3 separate regions of the Mus musculus genome follow, and regions 2 and 3 are each linked to region 1. The links are chromatin contacts, called in public Hi-C and HiChIP or PLAC-seq maps. All regions are on one chromosome and are shown on one strand. The core of a region is the stretch at or near the end of the contact, and the rest is flanking DNA. Distances in the headings are between cores, read along the strand shown. Region 1 overlaps Gm12223 (a long non-coding RNA gene). Region 2 holds the start of P4ha2 (procollagen-proline, 2-oxoglutarate 4-dioxygenase (proline 4-hydroxylase), alpha II polypeptide). Region 3 holds the start of Csf2 (colony stimulating factor 2 (granulocyte-macrophage)).

The links. HiChIP or PLAC-seq counts read pairs in DNA pulled down with a chosen protein or histone mark. A called contact is a pair of places that touch in the nucleus more often than the background predicts.
Region 2: a contact with region 1 is called in a Hi-C map of CD8 T cells, with 2.0 times the contacts expected there. The contact joins the promoter of P4ha2 here to the enhancer-like site in region 1. A contact is called at or near these places in 1 of 15 datasets of contacts at CTCF or cohesin (the NIH/3T3 cell line), 68 of 484 Hi-C or Micro-C datasets (8-cell embryo, CD4 T cells, CD8 T cells and 45 more), 5 of 115 datasets of contacts at active chromatin or transcription factors (CD8 T cells, embryonic stem cells, memory CD8 T cells and 1 more) and 3 of 9 other capture datasets (adipose tissue, liver and pancreatic islet).
Region 3: a CTCF HiChIP or PLAC-seq map of CD8 T cells shows a contact between it and region 1, with 6 read pairs. The contact joins the promoter of Csf2 here to the enhancer-like site in region 1. A contact is called at or near these places in 15 of 39 promoter capture datasets (the 3T3-L1 cell line, 3T3-L1-derived adipocytes, the C10 cell line and 7 more), 4 of 15 datasets of contacts at CTCF or cohesin (CD8 T cells, the NIH/3T3 cell line and pro-B cells), 75 of 484 Hi-C or Micro-C datasets (the 4T1 cell line, 8-cell embryo, B cells and 47 more), 10 of 115 datasets of contacts at active chromatin or transcription factors (CD8 T cells, the HPC-7 cell line, Th2 cells and 5 more) and 5 of 9 other capture datasets (adipose tissue, bone marrow-derived macrophages, embryonic stem cells and 2 more).

The regions. Positions count from the first base shown.
Region 1 is chr11:54,169,983-54,172,682 of GRCm38.p6, reverse strand. All of the region lies in intron 3 of Gm12223 (a long non-coding RNA gene), which reads right to left. Among named protein-coding and RNA genes, the nearest start is that of Gm12223, 29 kb to the right of the region's middle. Within about 2 kb of position 1,297, at least 8 of the 459 cell types and tissues checked have an H3K27ac peak or open chromatin away from gene starts, as enhancers often do. A contact at or near this core is called in B cells, CD8 T cells, the MNK3 cell line and 2 more, where this site is marked.
Region 2 is chr11:54,099,584-54,102,283 of GRCm38.p6, reverse strand. It overlaps P4ha2 (procollagen-proline, 2-oxoglutarate 4-dioxygenase (proline 4-hydroxylase), alpha II polypeptide), which reads right to left and starts at 1,360. Exons shown (of 16, transcript NM_001136076.2): 1 at 1,244-1,360; 2 at 637-764.
Region 3 is chr11:54,248,472-54,251,171 of GRCm38.p6, reverse strand. It overlaps Csf2 (colony stimulating factor 2 (granulocyte-macrophage)), which reads left to right and starts at 1,273. Exons shown (of 4, transcript NM_009969.4): 1 at 1,273-1,711; 2 at 1,809-1,850; 3 at 2,609-2,700. The coding sequence starts at 1,562. All of the region lies in intron 4 of Gm12223 (a long non-coding RNA gene), which reads right to left.

The DNA of each region.
Region 1 (2,700 bases), core at 48-2,547:
TTACAACCATATGTAATGGGATTTGACGCCCTCTTCTGATGTGTCTGAAGACAGCTACAGTGTACTCATAAACATTAAATAAATAAATAAATCTAAATAAAAATAAAGATTGGCCTGTGACCAAGACTGTAGGACATTTAATTAGTGATTGGTGTGGAGCAGTGATCCTGTCAGTCATGACCCCTTTGGCAAATCACTATCTCCAAAAATATTTACACTTACATTCATAACAGTAGCAAATTGTAGTTATAAAGTAGCAATGAAAATAACTCATAGTTGGTAGTCACGACATTATGAAGAACTGAATTGAAGGATCACAACATTAGGGGAGTTGAGAACCACGGAGTGGGGAGACCCAGCCTATTGTGTGTGGGTGGAACCATCCCTGGGCTGGTGGTCCTCGTTGCTGTAAGAAAGCAGGCTGAGCAAGGCATGAGGAACAAGCCAGTAAGCAGCACCCCTTCATGGCCTCTGCATCAGCTCTGCTCTGACCACCTTTGATGATGAACCGTGGTATGGTAGAGTGAGAGAAATAAACCTAACTCTTTCATGGGGTCTCTGTGAGAGGGAGCACCCTCTCAGAGCCGAAGGGGAGGAGGGATGAGGTGAAGAATTCTGAGAGGGAGGACCAGGAAGGGGGCAACATTTGGGATGTAAATAAATAAAACCCTTCCTTTCCCAAGTTGCTTTTGCTCATGGTGGCTTAGCACAGCAAAAGTAACCCTGATTATGACAGGGCTGTTTAGGATAAAAATCTTTTACAAAGTGGGACAATGAACGTGAAAGATATTTTTAGTTGATACTTTTGTCTCTTCTGCCTCTTGACTTTTTTCAACAAACAACAGGTATTAGCAGAGTGCTCCAGAAATGCTGGATGAAGAATTGGTCTGCAGCTACAGAGATGTTGGTGTTGAGTGTAGTTTTTTGTTTGTGAGACAGGGTCTCATGGTGTAACCCTGGCTGGCTTGGCTTGGTACATCCTGTGTAAACCAAGCTGATCTTGAACTCACAGAGATCTGCCTGCCTCTACCTCTCCAGTGCTAGGATTGAAGATATGTGCAACCACCCCTGGCTGACATGTAGTTTTAATGGTGACGATGAATGTATAGTGTCATCTAAAATCTTGCTTCTAAAAGGAAAGGACTCCTCTCTGCTGGCAAAACCCTGGGAGAGAGACCTCAGACCATAGCACTGGCTTCTGGATATTTTTGACAAAGGTGCTTAGAAAGTGGGCTAGACCACAGGTCTCAATGCAGAGAAGGTGCTATCTGGGGGTGAAAAGGGAACCTTGAAAAGTGAAATGTCCTTTAGAGGTTTGGTGGTGAAGAGGAGGAGGAAGTGGCTGAAAGCAAAGGTCTTTTATAATCATACAAGAAACAATTCAAAGAAGACGGAACAAAAAAACATCATTAAAAGGACCACAGTTTACCAAACAGAAGAGAAACAGTTCCCCTAAGACCAATGATACAGGAAAGCCCAACACAATAGTCATGAAAACAGCCGAGATGTCACTAATTATGCTACTATAAATAGCAAAGTAGAAAACGAAAATCATCTTTTCAGAAGTTGAAAGCCCAACAACACAGTGAAGCTGCCCCCCCCCCCACAAGAAGCAGAAGAGACTGTAGAGGCCATAATAAAATACTGAGTAGTTTGTTACAGGTGAACAGCTGTTACTGATACCACAGATCAGAAACAGTCAAACTCAGGATGGATACTGACAAGAAAGGTGATGGAGTAAGAACCAAGGAAGCCCAGGAAAGACTACAAGAAACTCAGCTCAGAAGTAAAGACTAAATCATAAGGTGTCCAAGAAAGAAGGAGGCTTGTCCAAACGTGCTTAGAAACACAGAGGTGAAAAAGAAATAAAAATCAAGGAAACAAAGCTGAGATGAACATAAAAGAAACGGGATCAGAAAGAGTGACAGACAAATACGTGGCAAGAAAGAGAAACGGATGGAGATGAACAGAGTCCTAAAAATAAATAGATTGATTGATTAATTAATTAATTAGAAAAGGAAAGGAAAAGCCAGGCTGGGCTGACAGCAATTAAAATGCTTGCCGTGCAAGCAAGCACGAGGATCCAAGCCCGCGTACAGAAGCTGAGCATCTCGGCACCCGCCCTGGTGATCCAGTTCTGAGGCCGAGACTCAAAAAACAAGGTGGAATTCCATGCATTTGATCTGAGCACTCAGGAGGCTGAGATAGTCAGATCTCTTATAAATTAAGTATTTTTATTTTATTTCCAAGTTGCCTATTGCTGTTGTATAAAACCTTGCTAAATTACCTATTTTAAAGAGTAGTACATGCATTGTCTTAGGTTTTCTATGGAAAAATCATAGCTATACATTTCCTTTCAAATACATATTGGCTTTTCTTACCTTAAGCACCAATTCTTCTAGTGTGCACTTAAAAAAATATGAATACTAAGAAGAAATAGTTAGATTTGTTCCTAAATTCCTAGGAAAATGCTAAGCATCTCACCATTAAGTCCAAAGTAAACTGAAGAGCTCTGGCTCTTCAAACCCTTTAATCAGATGAAGAACCTTCCCCCTCTGCTCGTTAAGACTCGGTCTTATCAGAAGCAGATGTTGGGTGTTATCAAATTCTTTTTTTTACTATGTATAAAGAGGATCTTGGAGCCTTTCTCCTTAATTCTTTTATTGTGGTAAATTAGGTTAATTTACTTTTAACAGGAAA
Region 2 (2,700 bases), core at 111-2,610, 70 kb after region 1:
GAAGCTCTTCCATCAGGAGGGATAAGGTGTCAGTAACGAGATGGCCTGCATTAAGAAGCAAAATCCTTAAAGTGTCATTCTTCAGGGTAAGGATCCACTGTGTGGCCCAGTCAGGGAAGCCACGTCGCAAGGATGGAGTGAGTTGGCTGGAGGCCTTTCCCCAATGATTCTCTTGTACTGAGACTCCTTAGCGCGTTGAGAGCACAGCAGAGTTGCTGTAGGGGGCAATTCAATGATCTCCTTCAGCATAGTAAATGACACATTAGAATACAGATGACAGGAAGACCCACCTGTACTTCCCAGTAAAATCCTGCGACAGAAGTACCCAGACCCATGCTCACCTTGCAAGGGCTCAGTGGACTTTCCTCATGCAGATCTCTCACTGCTTGTGGGTGGGGCCCTTGGACAGCTATTCCCTAAAGCGGCCCTTTTCCGTTACCTTGATTCCACTACTGTACCACAGACGTGATACTGGCCCAAGCTTGCGGCCACTCAGGGTGATTCCTCAGTCCAGGTTCCTAAGTGACCAATCCAGTTTACCGGAGCCTCCCACCCCAGCCCATGTCTCCTGCCCGGAAGCATCCAGACATCTACCAAGTCCACACAGCCCAAACTCCACACTAACTCAGTACTTACCTTGCTGATGCTCTGGACCTGAACTTTCTGAGTCTTCCCTTCTGCCTGCCTCAGTCCTTGAAAGTCTCCAGGCACAGAGAATGCTCTATTTGTTGAATCAGTCAGCCAATCGCCACCGGTCTCTGAAACTGCTCAGGGAAAACATCAGAGGTTCGACAAGGATGTCTTCTGACAGATAGGAGGAGAGTTTCTGATTTAAGAGCCCATAAAACTGGCAGCGACCAAGCTGGTCCTTGCCAGGGTTGGGAGCCAGGGGTCTTCCTCATCCTAAGCAGCGCCGCCTTCGGGGCCAGGCGGGCGCCTCCGCCTTAGATCGGGGGGCGACCCCGGGGTCAGGTCGCCCCTTCCCGGGAGCCCGCCAAGTGTCCTGTCCGGCCCGGCCTAACAGTACCGGCAGGAAGGGCACCGCTGACCTCACCGCCCTAACCCTGGGAAGGGACGCGGGCGGGACAGGAACCCAGGCGGGTGCAGAATCAGGGCGCCGGACGCGGGGCACGGGGCTGAGGGACCCCGGATCCAGCTCCCGGCTCCGCGCAGAGCAGAACGCACCGCCCGGCCACCGGGACCCGAGCCCAGCCCGGCGACGACCCTGCGGACCCGCGCTCACCTGAACACGCGCAGAAGCCGGCGTTTCCAGAACCTCCCGCGGCGTCGCCCCGGCGCTCTCGGCTCCGCCCTCGTCACAGTCTCCGCCCGCTTGAGCCTCCGCCACGTCCCCACCTCCCGCCCCCCGGGCCCGCCCGGGCCTGGCTCCGAGCCACTGGAGCCTTCGGGAAGGCCCGAGCCGCCACGCGCTGCACGTATGCGATGCACACCTCCTTGCGCCGCGTGGGACCGGCACCAGGGGCGGCGCCCCCATCCCAGCCTGCTCCAGCCCTCTGTGGTCCCACCACCCCCACATCCATTACCACCGGCAAATTGCAGGAGGCTGGCGTCACTAAGATCGGGAATTGAGTATCCTGGGAGGGGAGTGGAGGGAGGGAAAAGACAAGGGTCTGAGATGTCAGCGCACCTCATCTCTCCAGATGACCCATCTCCAAAGCCTAACTGCTTCTCTGAGGGGCTCAGGCTAGCCAGGCTTCGGCTCTTCTGTAAATGTGAGAAGTTGGCGTAGCCTGGAGCATCTCATCCTAGGGCCAACCTATGGCTTATAACACAGGCCAATGAGATTGGACACCTCAACCAGCTCTGTCTGAGACACACACAGTCAAGAAGACAGGGAAGCAACCGACCTCGATCTGAACTGAAGGATGCTCTGGCAGCTGAGCAGGTTCCCACGCCTGCCCTGTAAGCTTGCTTCTCCATGAATGAGGGGAAGCAGTCTGAGAATCTCATCAGGGAGCAGAGCCCAGAACGGAGATGCCCGGCCTGTGGGACTGTGCCTGGAGTTTGGTGTGGATTTCCCTATAATGGCATGGACCAGGCAGACGGCCCAGACTAGGAAAGACAGACACACAGAAACAACTCAGAAAATACTACCTGGCCACTTGTCCGTGTCTGTGGCAGCTACCAGCCAAGAGCCCAGTTGAAACCATGCACAAACCTTTCTGCATCTGCTATGCCACAGAAAGTACAGTTTGCCCAGATCCTCAGATCCTCCCCATGCCCGCCCACTTCTCTGTCCGGAGTGGTCCTCCTCCTCCTCCTCCTCCTCCTCCTCCTCCTCCTCCTCCTCCTCCTCCTCCTCCTCCCCCTCTCCACAGGATCTTTCCCATTGGCCTATAAATACCTTCAATCCATGGCTATGGAAACATAACCCTCACCCCACTCTACCACCCACTGTGCATCTCTCCTTGGCCAACCAAGCAAGCAAAGTCCATCTTCTTGGCCTATCTCTCAGACCTTCTAGCTCCACAACAGCCCCCAACAGTTACTGTATTATGTTTATTGCTTTACCGTTGTTAAATCACCCTTACATGGTGTATGCTCTTTTTTATTTTTTTTTAAATTATCTTTAATCTTTTTTTTTTTTACAGTCCAGTTGTTATCCCCCATCCATTCTCACCGCCAACAGTTCCTCATCCCATTTCTTGTCCCCTGTCTCCAAGAGGATGTCCCCACACC
Region 3 (2,700 bases), core at 24-2,523, 79 kb before region 1:
GGTTTCATCAGTCCACTGAATCAGCTTCTTGGGCCCTAAAGCATGTTTCTTGGCTAGGGGCCCCCTCTCATATCAAGAGGGCACCGCCAGAAGCCCAAGGGTTCTCACAAAGCAGGCAAAACAAGTGTGGCTCATGTTAGATGCACCCTTATGTAAAACCTCCTCCACCTTGACATGTTCCTATGAGTACATATATATCCAACACCACCAGCATACACACATGACTGAAGAGATACACATATGTATCCCCATGGTCTCAAACTTCCTGTATAGGAAGGCTTGGGCCAGATCCCTTGGGCAAACACAAACTCGTGCCGTCTTCTCCAAAAGCCATTGTGAAAATCAAACACTTGTTAGCCCCTTGAGACCATGCTGCCTTTCCAGAAGCAGTTCCTGATTCCACAGAGAGCTTCTGGAGAGGGAGGTGGGCTGGAGCAAGGGGCTGTGCAACAGACTAAGCCTGGGAGAACTTGCCAGGGAAGCGGGGGTTGGGGCGCACGTGTGTGTGTGTGTGTGTGTGTGTGTGTGCGCGCGCGTGTGCGTGTGTGCGTGCCTGGTTATTGTGTTACAGCTAGTTACTATGTTACAGCCAGCCTCAGAGACCCAGGTATCCCATAATGGTACAGATAGCAGTAATGTGTCCTTTTTGAATGGCAGGCTGCTCTGAAGAGGGTAAAGAGGCTCACATAACTCAAAGGAAGAGTCGCTTGGCAAAGGGGGAGGGCAGAATCAGCAGTCAAATGGGAGTAGCCTTACCTGCCCCAGCCAGAAGCTCTAGCCATGCTGTGAATTTTTAGGATTGAACATGCCTTTGTAACTGGGATTGTAGCAGTCAGTTGGGATGGTATCATAAGAGAACATGGTATAGTCTGCCTGGCTTCTATACCCATTGCTGTCATTCTCACTGCTCCCAAGGTGGCAGGGGTGGGGCTTGGCTGGGCAGAGTTTGCCCAGAATGGTCTCCTCAGTGGGAGTCTGTGGAGACCATTATAGAATTGTGTCATTGGGCTGGACCTTATTTAATTAGATAATGAGGTGGACTTGTGAGAAGTGTATATCTCAGAAGGTGGCTGGAAAGAGAACGGGCCAGGACTGGGGCTGGAATGAGCCACCAGAGTAGGTAGAGCTTGCCCAAAGGCCTCCAGGAACAGCAGGTGCTATGGAAGCAAGAGCCCCACTCAGTATCTCCCAAACCCCGCCCCAGCCACTCCAGGCCAGGAAATCCAAATATGCCTGGAGGCCCCTCAAAAAGGAGAGGCTAGCCAGAGGCTGGGTCAGACTGCCCAGGCAGGGTGGGAAAGGCCTTTAAAGCAGCCCGCAGGTGGGCTGCCAGTTCTTGGAAGGGCTTATTAATGAAAACCCCCCAAGCCTGACAACCTGGGGGAAGGCTCACTGGCCCCATGTATAGCTGATAAGGGCCAGGAGATTCCACAACTCAGGTAGTTCCCCCGCCCCCCTGGAGTTCTGTGGTCACCATTAATCATTTCCTCTAACTGTGTATATAAGAGCTCTTTTGCAGTGAGCCCAGTACTCAGAGAGAAAGGCTAAGGTCCTGAGGAGGATGTGGCTGCAGAATTTACTTTTCCTGGGCATTGTGGTCTACAGCCTCTCAGCACCCACCCGCTCACCCATCACTGTCACCCGGCCTTGGAAGCATGTAGAGGCCATCAAAGAAGCCCTGAACCTCCTGGATGACATGCCTGTCACGTTGGTGAGTGAGGGAGAGAGTTGGGTTGTTCCCAGGCCACCCATTGGCCCTTGTCTTGCCCTGCCTTTCAGCTTGGTAACACGGCACTTCCTTTTTACAGAATGAAGAGGTAGAAGTCGTCTCTAACGAGTTCTCCTTCAAGGTAAGCTGCTTCTCTTTTGCTCTTCTCTTTTGGTGTAGCTTCCCGGGTTGCCCTGCAGGGCTGCTTTAAATAGCCTCTTGCAAGGCTTTCTACACTCTTCCCTGCCAGTGGCTGCCAGCGGGAGGGGGCAGAATCTGGGTAGTCAAGATCTCTATATCCATTCCTCTGTAGCAGTCACGTGCACTCTTTTATCGTCCAGAGCCATGCCCCTGTGGCAGTCATGTGCACTCTTTTTATCAAGTGAGCAATAAGTTTGGGCAGAGCTAGCTTTCAAAGGTCAGAGGTCTTCAGGGATTGATGGGAGCATGAGAGTCACTTTATGAGTTGGCCTTGTTGCCTTCAAGTTCTCTCTGTGCCCCGTGACCATGGAGAGAAGGTATTGATTATACAGGGGCACAGAGGGTATTGATTATACAGGGCACAGAGGGGCTTTTGAAATAGTGCTTCCCCACACAGAAGTTTGGGCTCTGGCCATCTCCTTCTTCTAGAATGGCAGCAAGTAGCCTTTGCTTACAAATTTTTTTTTTGGGGGGGGGACAGCACTTGGAACTGGGAACCTCTATGGTACCAGACTATAAACATGGCTGTGGTAGCTGAGGTGGCCTGGACCAGGCAAGAAGAAGGGCAGTGCTCAGGACAGTGTTATGACTAGCCCCAACCTGTACCACTTGGTGGGAGCAGAAGGGAGTAGGGAGAAGTTAGCTTGTATTCTATGGACACTTGGCTTTTGCTTATCAACAAATGGATGCTTCCCACAGAAGCTAACATGTGTGCAGACCCGCCTGAAGATATTCGAGCAGGGTCTACGGGGCAATTTCACCAAACTCAAGGGCGCCTTGAACATGACAGC